Regions from separate parts of the Mus musculus genome. Here region 2 is linked to region 1. Evidence: chromatin contacts called from public Hi-C data. All regions are on one chromosome and are shown on one strand. The core of a region is the stretch at or near the end of the contact, and the rest is flanking DNA. Distances in the headings are between cores, read along the strand shown. Region 1 has its middle 8.4 kb from the start of Gm41112. Region 2 overlaps Zmiz1os1 (a long non-coding RNA gene).

Region 1 (4,709 bases), core at 1,292-3,791:
AGCCAAAATAAGCCCCTCCCCCTCAAGGTTGCTTTGGTAAGAGTGTTTTATCACAGCGATGTGGGAGGCAATGAAGCCAACACTGGGCATGATTTCTCTCCTGGGAAGACTGAGCCCTAGCACAGGAGCCCCGGGCTCTTGGGAGAGCAGGCCATTGCTATCTTATTTTAATACCCTTGAGATTGACTAACTCAGACAGCCTTGCCATCACTGCTCCAACTGACTATGTTTCCCAAGTCACCTCAAGCCAAAGACCACTCCCCCAGCAACCCCATGTAGAATACATAGTCCTCCTTCACATTAAAACCCACCCAGTATGTCAAATATTCAAGCTTTATTGTCCCCAACAGTGTCCCACAGTAATGCTGTCAGTCACATCTATTCATACCCACTGCATTAAGTGTATGTAGTACAACTGATGGTCAACTTTTTCAGTGACTCTTTCATCTTTAGTCTATTTCCCCCAGTTTTCTCTGACTCTACTTTATTGTTTAGTCTTATTTGTTGCTATAACAAAGTGTCCTAGAATGTGGGTGACTTATAAAGAGATAAGATTTATTTAGCTCATGGTTCTAGAGACGGTAAAAACGAAAGAGCAGTGATATCAAAATGAAGCAGAGACTATCACATAATTAGAGTAAATGTGCTAGCCCAAGCCTCTCATCCTCATTTTATAGAGCCACCAATACAAAAATGGAGTCCCCATCCTGATGACCTAACCTAATCCCAGGCACTTCCCCAAAGCCCACAACCAAATATATAGATTGTGAGTGTGGGGGCAAGTTTCCAACGTGTGAACTTTTATGAACACATCCAGACCATAATAGTCACTCTCCTTCCAAATCACACTTTTGTCTTTTGCCGTGTCTATCTGAAAACTTCTTTGTCCAAGTTCAGTTCAGATATCAGTCAGCAAGACCGTTTTTAACTTTTTAAATTTTTGTTAGATTTACTGACTGCTTGCATAAGAATTTGCCTACACACATGTCTGTGTACCACGCACATGCCTGGTACCTGAGGAGATCAGAGAGAGTGTCAGATCCCCTGGAAGCATAGTTAGATATGGTTGGAAAGCACCACGTGGGTCCTGTGTAAGAGCAGCAAATGCTCTCAAGCACTGAGTCACATCTCCAGCCCCTGCAAGGCCTGTCTGCATTTGTGTAGTGAAACCTCCACCAAGCCAGGGAGTTGGAGTCTTCCTGGCTGCCTTGCCTCCTTGTCTGCAAGAACATGGAGGGTGAGGACTGTGGCTTGCCCCCTACTGCTTGTCCCAAGACTTGTCTCACAGTGAGTTGTGGGAAAGAATCGGGGTCATCCCCAGCTTCAGAGTCTTCCCAGTCAACCCCACCTGCCTTTGTCATCCACTCGTGGGATGACAGAAAGGTTATTTCATGTGCCATCAGATGGAAATAGCTATATCTCAGGGCATGCGGTGGTGTCCCCAAATCGCAGGGCTCAGGGATGGTGAAGCTTTCGGCTTGATTCTGAGCCTCAACTGTCCACAGTCCAGCTCAGGAAGAGTCAAGGCTCTCAGGCTACAATATACATATATACAGACATCACACACCTCTCTCTCTCTCTCTCTCTCTCTCTCTCTCTCTCTCTCTCTCTCTCTCTCTCACACACACACACACACACACACACACACACACACACATGTATGCACACGAGCATGGAGTGGGGTACTGTGGCCGAGGGTAGTTTATCCCATGAATTTCAGAAATATCTCCTGGTTCAAAGTGTCTCTAAGTGTTAACTCTGTGTCATGTATTTGGGGCAGAGGGCAGACAGAGAGTAGCAGGAAGGTGAACAGATTCTAGGCGTGGTAGTTCTCAAGGTTAGCATATATACCTAGACCACCTATCTTCAGGCCATCATCAAAGCAGACTCCATGACCCTGAGTGGCAGGTTGTCAAGACTTCTGGGAGTTGCTGTGCTAGCCAAGGAGCGATAGAACTCAGGAAACATCTGGGGAGAAGCTAGAGGCAGGAAGGGCAGCACTTGCTCCGGGAGCCGTGTTTTAAGAAGGCAGGAGGGGGAAAGATGGCAGCTGAGAGATTGGTGCCAGTCCAGTCCCTGTCAGCCTAGGGGCAAACATTGCCAACACACTGTCTCTGGAGCAACATATGTCCCCAAGCCCAACCAACCCCATGCCTGAGAGTAGAAACGCCTCTCAGGTGCCCTGGACTCTTTTCTTGGTTTTGGAATGTGCTGGGCCACCCCTAAGGCTCACTTTCCAGCTCCTGTGCTCTACTGAGAGTTCACAACCATGTCAGACATCGTCAGGGGATTCTGGCGCGACACCCCAACTCGTAACACCACAGCAGGGCAAGAGCTGGCTCTGCAAGGCCATGACTGGGAAAATCATCACCCAAGGTGGGGCAGGATAGGCTGCAAACTCCCCCCCCCCTCCAGGTTCCTCTGCTCCATCCTCTGCCGTGACCCATAAATTCACCAAGATGAAGTCATTCCCCAGCCGTGGCTGTAAAAAGTCAGCTGCATAGCTGCAGAGTTTGCAGCCGAGTCAGATTATAAAATAAAACCAGAGATTCTGGAGAGCGGAGGGTCAAGCCAGCCAGCCCTGAGGGGAGGGGAGATGGCTGTTCTGTTGTTTTTAACAAGCACCAGAAGGTTTCAGCTTTGTAAGATTCCTCACCCTGCTCCCCCACCTTCCCACAACTCCTTTTAAAGTAGAGGATCGTGCAACTTCAGGGCTTCTTCAGTGTTACAAAAATAAAACCAAAATACAAACTTAAAAAAGAAAAAAACAACAACAGTCTGTAAGTTCTCTTTCCTGCTGTGTTTGAAGCAGACCTCAGACCCTATTCTTCTGAAGTTTCCTGAAATTTGACCAGAATCTGGGAACTCAGAGAAGTCACAGACCCTGCCTCTTTCATTCCCTGAAGCCGGAGTGAGAGCCAGAGCCAGGAAGCTGGAGTGGCCCAGGAGCTGAGCATGCCACCTGCCCAACTCCAGTGGGACAGCTTTCTGATCTACATAGCAGGTTCTTGCCAGTTGCCTCTGGTCCCTCCAGGTCAGCCTTCACCACTTTCTCCATCTGAGTACATCCCTCATGCAGACACTAGGGGATGGTCTGGGAACAGAGCAATTGACAACGCAGACAAAGGCACTTGCCTCTGCTTTCTCTATCTGGGAAGGGCTGAGTAGCCAGAACCTTAAAAAAGTGAGACCACTAATGTCCTTGTCATCCTTCTAGCAAGGACACCCATGAAGGTCAGGCTGAGACCATCTCACATGTGCAATAACCTCTTAGCTCACCAAGTACCCATTTAGTCTTTGTACATCATGAGGAAAGAAATGAGCTGCGTAACAAATGACTCCAAGCACAGAGATCAGAACAACAAGTGTGCATCGTCTCATGGGATCTCTGGATGCACAAAGTCAGGAACGAGGCTGTGGTGCATCTGATGGCCTGACTGAGGCAGGTCCTCCCCTCTCCTCTCCCATGCATGGAGGTTTTTGCAAGGGCCTATTGAGGAGCTTGTTGGACAAAGGGCTCAGTTCCTCTCTAACTGTTGCCCTGAAAGTCCTTCTCTGTGGCTGCACAGACCTCGCTGTAGAAGGTTTCTTTCATCATGAGCAATGAGTGTGCCTAAGATGGACCATATACACTTTTTAATAACATGATCTTTAGTATGGTACTCCTATATAGTTCTGTATTTGGTTTGTTAGAAACAAGTTGCTGGGTCCAGCATACGCTCAAGGGAGAGCATTGTACAGTGGCTGAATACTAGGGGGGGAAGGAGAACTGGGGTCCATTTTGGAGGAGGCTACTTAAAATAGAATCTAAGCGGTGATAACCAAGACTTCAATGTGTATTGAACACCCTCCATGCTCTGAGAGCTGTTTTCAGTGAATTCCATATGAAGTTTTAATTCATACTCACTCCGATTCAGGAGATAGTTTCTCCATCTTACAGACAAAAAGTCTGATCCTCACAAGAGTTACAGAAGTGATTGAAGACTGCCAACCTATAAATAAGTTAAAAAAGCAAACAGTTGGTCCCTTCTAGAGCCTCATACAGTATGATGAAGTTGCCTCTTCTGAAAGGTCATCTAGAGGTCATTTGGCACACTCTCCTTTGCAGAAATGACAAGTGTAAAACCCAGAGACCCCAGATAACTGGCCAAGGTCACACAGTAAATGAGAAGCAGGGGAAAATGGGTCCTTGCATCTCTTAGAGCCCTGGTTCCTGAAGGGAGATGGACGAGAGAAACAGCAGATTTGTAAGGCGGCATCTCACACGAAATGGTGTGTGACATGCAGCTGTGTGGGGTGGGAAGCAGCATGAGTCATGAAGCAGTCAGTGTGGGACATGACGCCCTGAGTTGCGTGAAGCACCGTATGGCACAAAGTGATGAGGGGCGTTCAGCACTGTGTGGCAAGACGCCGTGTGGACCATGAAGCCACGTGGAGCATGACGCCGAGTGAAACTTAAAGCAATGAAGGGTGTGCTGCAGTGTGGGCTGTGAAGTAACATGGGGCATGAACCAGGGTGGGGCATGGAGCATTGCGTGGCAGACCAATGTGCCTAGCTACCTTTCTCCCGACCTGGAAACTCTGGAGAAACTCATCAGCTCTTTGACCATCAGCTGACCATGAAGCTTGAAGCTTCCCTCTACCCAAGCTTAGACATGAAACCCCTGGTGTCTGCTTGTACCTATACTTAATCCATGTCCCTTTTCAGG
Region 2 (4,709 bases), core at 1,122-3,621, 260 kb after region 1:
TAACCCATAGAGACACTGCTTTGTTGACTTCCGTGCTATTGATGGATGCATTTGCTCTGTACTTGTCATGGGGGTTCTGCAGAGCCTTGTAGATGGGATTGCACCAAAGAAGAGAGTATTTGGGGAACTCTGGGTGCCAGCACAGCTGGATTTGAAACAAAGGAGACCAATCATGTTCTGCCCATAAAGGGGTATAGGAAGGACAGAATTACAACTAAATTCTAATTAACATATTCAAGTACTACATACTCAAATATACCACCCTAGTCTCCAAAATAAATTCCGATTTACACGTGTATACAAGTAGACATGTACACAGCCATAAACAGACAGAATTGATTTGCCTGAAAATTTAGAGTGTTCAGAACTAGAAACTATGCCCCATGAAATCCAGTGAACACTTTATTTCACCCTCAGAGCTTTTTGGAAGTTAAAAAAAAAAAAAAGAGTCTTAGCCTTACTTTAAAGGAGGGCAAATTAAGCCTAGAGAGAGAGAGAAAATGAGAGAGAGAGAGAGAGAGAGAGAGAGAATGAGTGAGAGAGAGAGAGAGAGAGAGAGAGAGAGAGAGAGAGTTCCAAGATCTTCTGCTCATCAAAGGTGGCTCAGAAGAACAGGTTAGATTGTGCGTTTCATCGTCCCTTGGAACACAAGAGTTTGAGGGTCACCGAAGGCCATTTATCAACTTTTTTCCTCAAAAGAATTGATAGCCTAACAGGGCATGTGGAATTCTAGACACATAACTCTGAAGGAACATGGATAATATACCACCAAGATCATGCTTCAGTTAACACACACACATACACACACTCATTCACACATACACACACATATAAAGTCACATACGTATACATACTCACACATATACATACCCACCCATATATACACACATAATCATTTACACATACTCACACTTACATATACACTCACAGAATGCATACACACACTCACATATACATACCCACACATACACATACACTCGCACATATAACACACTCACACATGTACACACACACTCACACATACACACCCACTTACATACATACACACATGCACACACACATGTGCACACACACACACACATACATACACACCAGAGGCTGACCTTAGCCAGTGAAGACCAAGGAAAGGAACCGTCAGGTAAACAAGGCTGAGAAAAGTGGAGAAGACAGGTAAAAGCCTTCAGGGACAAAGCACAAAGTGACACTATGGGGGAAGAGCAGGTAAAGAGGATGCTGGGTAGGGACATGTGAGGGCCAGGGGCCCAGAACCCACCCTGACTTAAACCATGACCCAAGTCAGCAATTGCTTTCAGCTGCCTCGGCATACACATCTGTAAAATGGTTTTATTCCTTTCTTCTATAAGTGTGCCTGGCTCTGGAAGCTTGAAGCTGTCTTCTGGGCATGCGGAAATCCTTCACACACAGGAGAGCTCAGGTGTCAGGACAAGAGGGAAGGGCAGCCGTGAGATCTTGACATACTGGCTGGCCCTCTCCAATTTTCGAAGGTCTGGCTCCTAAAAATAGAAGACTCCATAGGTCTAAAGTTCCCAACAGTACAACAGACAAAGAGGAAAGAGTCGAATCCCAGTCCACCTGAATTGAAGTCCTCGGCTTTGTCATTTACAGTTTTCCCTTGGGCATGCTTCCTCGGGGTCTTCTCCTGTCAATGTGGCTACATGAGAAAGTAGGAGGAACAGGTTAGACCAGAGAAGGGACTGGCTCTTAAGAAAGTAGAGAGCCTTGCACCTCCAGCATGTTCCTCCAAAGCAAATACAGACAGTCCTATGTGAGGGATCCACATGGCGCTTGATGACCCCTGCTGGAGTCCTGTGCAGACAGTCATGTGGCCCTTTGGAGAACAAAGCCCTAAGCATCGCACATAGCATGATTCCTCTGGGGTAGGAGCAGCCACTTCTGTTTGCAAACAGAACACTAGACAACAAACTACAAAAGGGACTTGAGGGAGTTTACTCCTGGGGCCCAGGATCCTGGGCAGGGGCAGTGTGGCTGGAAGCAGGCGTACCTTTTCAATTTGTAATCGCTTTTGAGTCATATTCAAAAACATTCCAAGATGAAATAAAGCGAAAGAAGGCTCAAGCTGCCCTGCAGTTGGGAGCCCTTTGGGGAACTGAAGTGAGCAAGCCAGCCCCTCTAATCCAGATGGACAGGCAGACAGACAGATAAACAGCTTAGAGGCCAAGGTCCCACAGGGCCTGAGGAATGGGCTGTCCCACCCCAGCCCAGCAGGCAGTGGCTGCCCTCTCACCCAGACCCCTGCTGGCAAGCACCGTCCACTCCCTGATCTTCCCGGAATGGACGCTTCCCCAGGCTCATTGCAAAACATCCTGGCTGGAGCTGCAGCCAGGAGTCCAGAAGCAAAGCTCCCTCTGCAGAGCGAGATGCCGCTTCCTGAGGACATTCCGGCCTGGTGTGAGGGCCTGTGGCAGGAGAGGGCAGGAAAGGCCAGGCAGTCATCGGCAGCCAAACTGGGGCCACAGCAGGGCCACGTGCTCACTGGGACGACATCTGGCTGGAGCCATAGCCCAGGTTTTAGAGGACTTGTAATCAGGCACCTCCTCAAGCCCTGCCACCGTCTCTGCTGCAACCCCCTCCACCAGACCCACTGCAGACTCGCTGGGCTTGTTAAGGGAGAAGGGAGCCTCCTTATAAAGAGATCCCTATTCGCAGGCTGCTCCACACACCACGATCCCTTTGCAGAGCTCCAGATTGATTCCAGCCTGGACCAGCTGTCACAAGGGGTCACCCAGGCCCTTCTCTTAACCCCACAGGATGGCAATTCCTTCACCTGGGTTAGAAAGAGATTTTTTTTTTTTTTAGCACAGAGCTCCCTTTTCAAATGTCATCCTCCTGAGAACCTGGCGAGGAATAAAAACACTGAGTGTGACACTGGTGAGAGGCAAGCAGAGAAGCCTGGATTCCAGCCCCTGGGCAGAGCCTAGGAAGCCTGGAGACTCGGAAACCCTTCTGAACATCAGGAAGCCACAGAGACCCTGGCTCTGGTTCTGTCCCTCTGTGCCCTCTCTCGGGCATCTCATGCCCAAAGCAGGTGTATTCTCTACCGCTCTCATCTTTGTCTGGCTAAATTCCAGATCCCAGTACTCACTGTCCACTGGACACCACCTAGATATCCGATAGGCTATAAGAACATCCAAAGCCATCACCTCACACCTCCCCTAATGCAAATGGCTCCTGTCATCAAATACCATTACATCAGCTCTTCTGCACCTTCTAGATTCTCTCCTGGTCAGGATTCACTACTGCCAACATTACCACAACCACAGCCTTCACCATCGCTGTCACCACCATCAACAGCAGCACCACAACCACCACTATCATCACCATAATCATCAGCATCACTGCCAACTTAAAAAAAAAAAGCCACTATCATCATTGTCACCACCAAGACCATAAACATCGCCACCAATATTACAAACATTACCACCATGACCCATCACCATTACCACCACCAAGACTACTACCATCACCATAATCATCATCAACACCGTCGATACCATCACCACAAACACACAAATATCACGGTCAACATCATCACTTTGTCATTGCCATTGCTGTCAACACCACCACCATCACCATCTTCACCAGCACACTCCCTCAACTACTGCCATTGCCTTTATCATCACCTCATCGGTACCATCAGGGTCAGCAAACATCACCATCATCCATTTTAACATTATCCTATCCCCTTCCAGTGTCTCTTACCATCTCTGTGTTCCCTTCCTGCTCAATCCCCTACCTCTTAAAGCACAGGCAGCTGTGATCATGACCATCACGGCTTATAACTTCACACTGCCCCCTCAGAGCAGAGTTCAAATGCCTTGAGATTTGACAGTTTACAAATCTAGCCTAGAGTTGCAAATCTCAGCCTCCAGGGAGAAAGCACCAACCTCCAGTATCCCGCGTACAGCTCCTGAGCCCATCTGTAATTCCTCCATCTGTCTAAACACATCCACAGATCCTGATGGTCCAGCAGCCACAGCAACTGCTGCAGTCGATAATGAGCCCCAAGACCCGGAACTACACATGTCTCCTTGATAGCAGTCTTGCCGTGCTGACCTGGCCCAGAACAGGAGAACAATGTGAGAGTGGGTTGGGGGAAGGGAGTTAGAAGGATGGAAGCAGAGGAATGGAGGAAGTAGCAGTGAATATCCAGAGGTCTCAGCATCATGGCTTCCCCCGTGGGAAATCTAAACGCCCTTCAGTAGAGTTCAAGCAACTTCAGCTCAGAAAAGGCACCCCTTCTTATTCTAACAGACCCGTGAAGGAGGCCTTTGTCCCGATGCTCTCAAGCCAAACACCAACCTTTCTGTCTCAGCTGTAGAAGACACTGCCTTACCGCACGACTGGGGCTGATGTGACTCTATACTCTGCTAACAAATGTAGGACTAGACCCCCTTCTTCCCCAGAACCCACAGGGAAGCTGACATTTGCCTCCCAGCCAGAGGTGTTGCTGGGGGCCACATCTGGAATGTGAGACAAGCCTGTCCTCAGATTCTGTCACCTCCATGATGGGAGGGGAATTCCACTGGAAAGGAAGGCTCTGTCCATCCCACCCAGGCCTCTCTGGCCTTTGCCGCACACCAGACACTGCACTGTGGTCGGGACTCTTCATTAGGCTATAGTCTCCTCTTTAAAATGAAGGCAACCCTGTCTGGAACTTTGGGGCCCAC

Evidence for each region. Hi-C and Micro-C count contacts between places; a contact is called where the count stands out from the background.
Region 2: a Hi-C map of uterus shows a contact between it and region 1, with 2.1 times the contacts expected there. The contact joins two enhancer-like sites. A contact is called at or near these places in 1 of 15 datasets of contacts at CTCF or cohesin (large pre-B cells) and 5 of 484 Hi-C or Micro-C datasets (3T3-L1-derived adipocytes, the NIH/3T3 cell line, embryonic fibroblasts and 2 more).

The regions. Positions count from the first base shown.
Region 1 is chr14:25,039,965-25,044,673 of GRCm38.p6, forward strand. No RefSeq gene overlaps it. Among named protein-coding and RNA genes, the nearest start is that of Gm41112, 8.4 kb to the right of the region's middle. Within about 2 kb of position 2,542, at least 27 of the 459 cell types and tissues checked have an H3K27ac peak or open chromatin away from gene starts, as enhancers often do. A contact at or near this core is called in uterus, where this site is marked.
Region 2 is chr14:25,302,295-25,307,003 of GRCm38.p6, forward strand. All of the region lies in intron 2 of Zmiz1os1 (a long non-coding RNA gene), which reads right to left. It overlaps LOC115486423 (a long non-coding RNA gene), which reads right to left. Exons shown (of 2, transcript XR_001781198.1): 2 at 1,327-4,095. Among named protein-coding and RNA genes, the nearest start is that of Gm41113, 75 kb to the right of the region's middle. Within about 2 kb of position 2,372, at least 107 of the 459 cell types and tissues checked have an H3K27ac peak or open chromatin away from gene starts, as enhancers often do. A contact at or near this core is called in uterus, where this site is marked.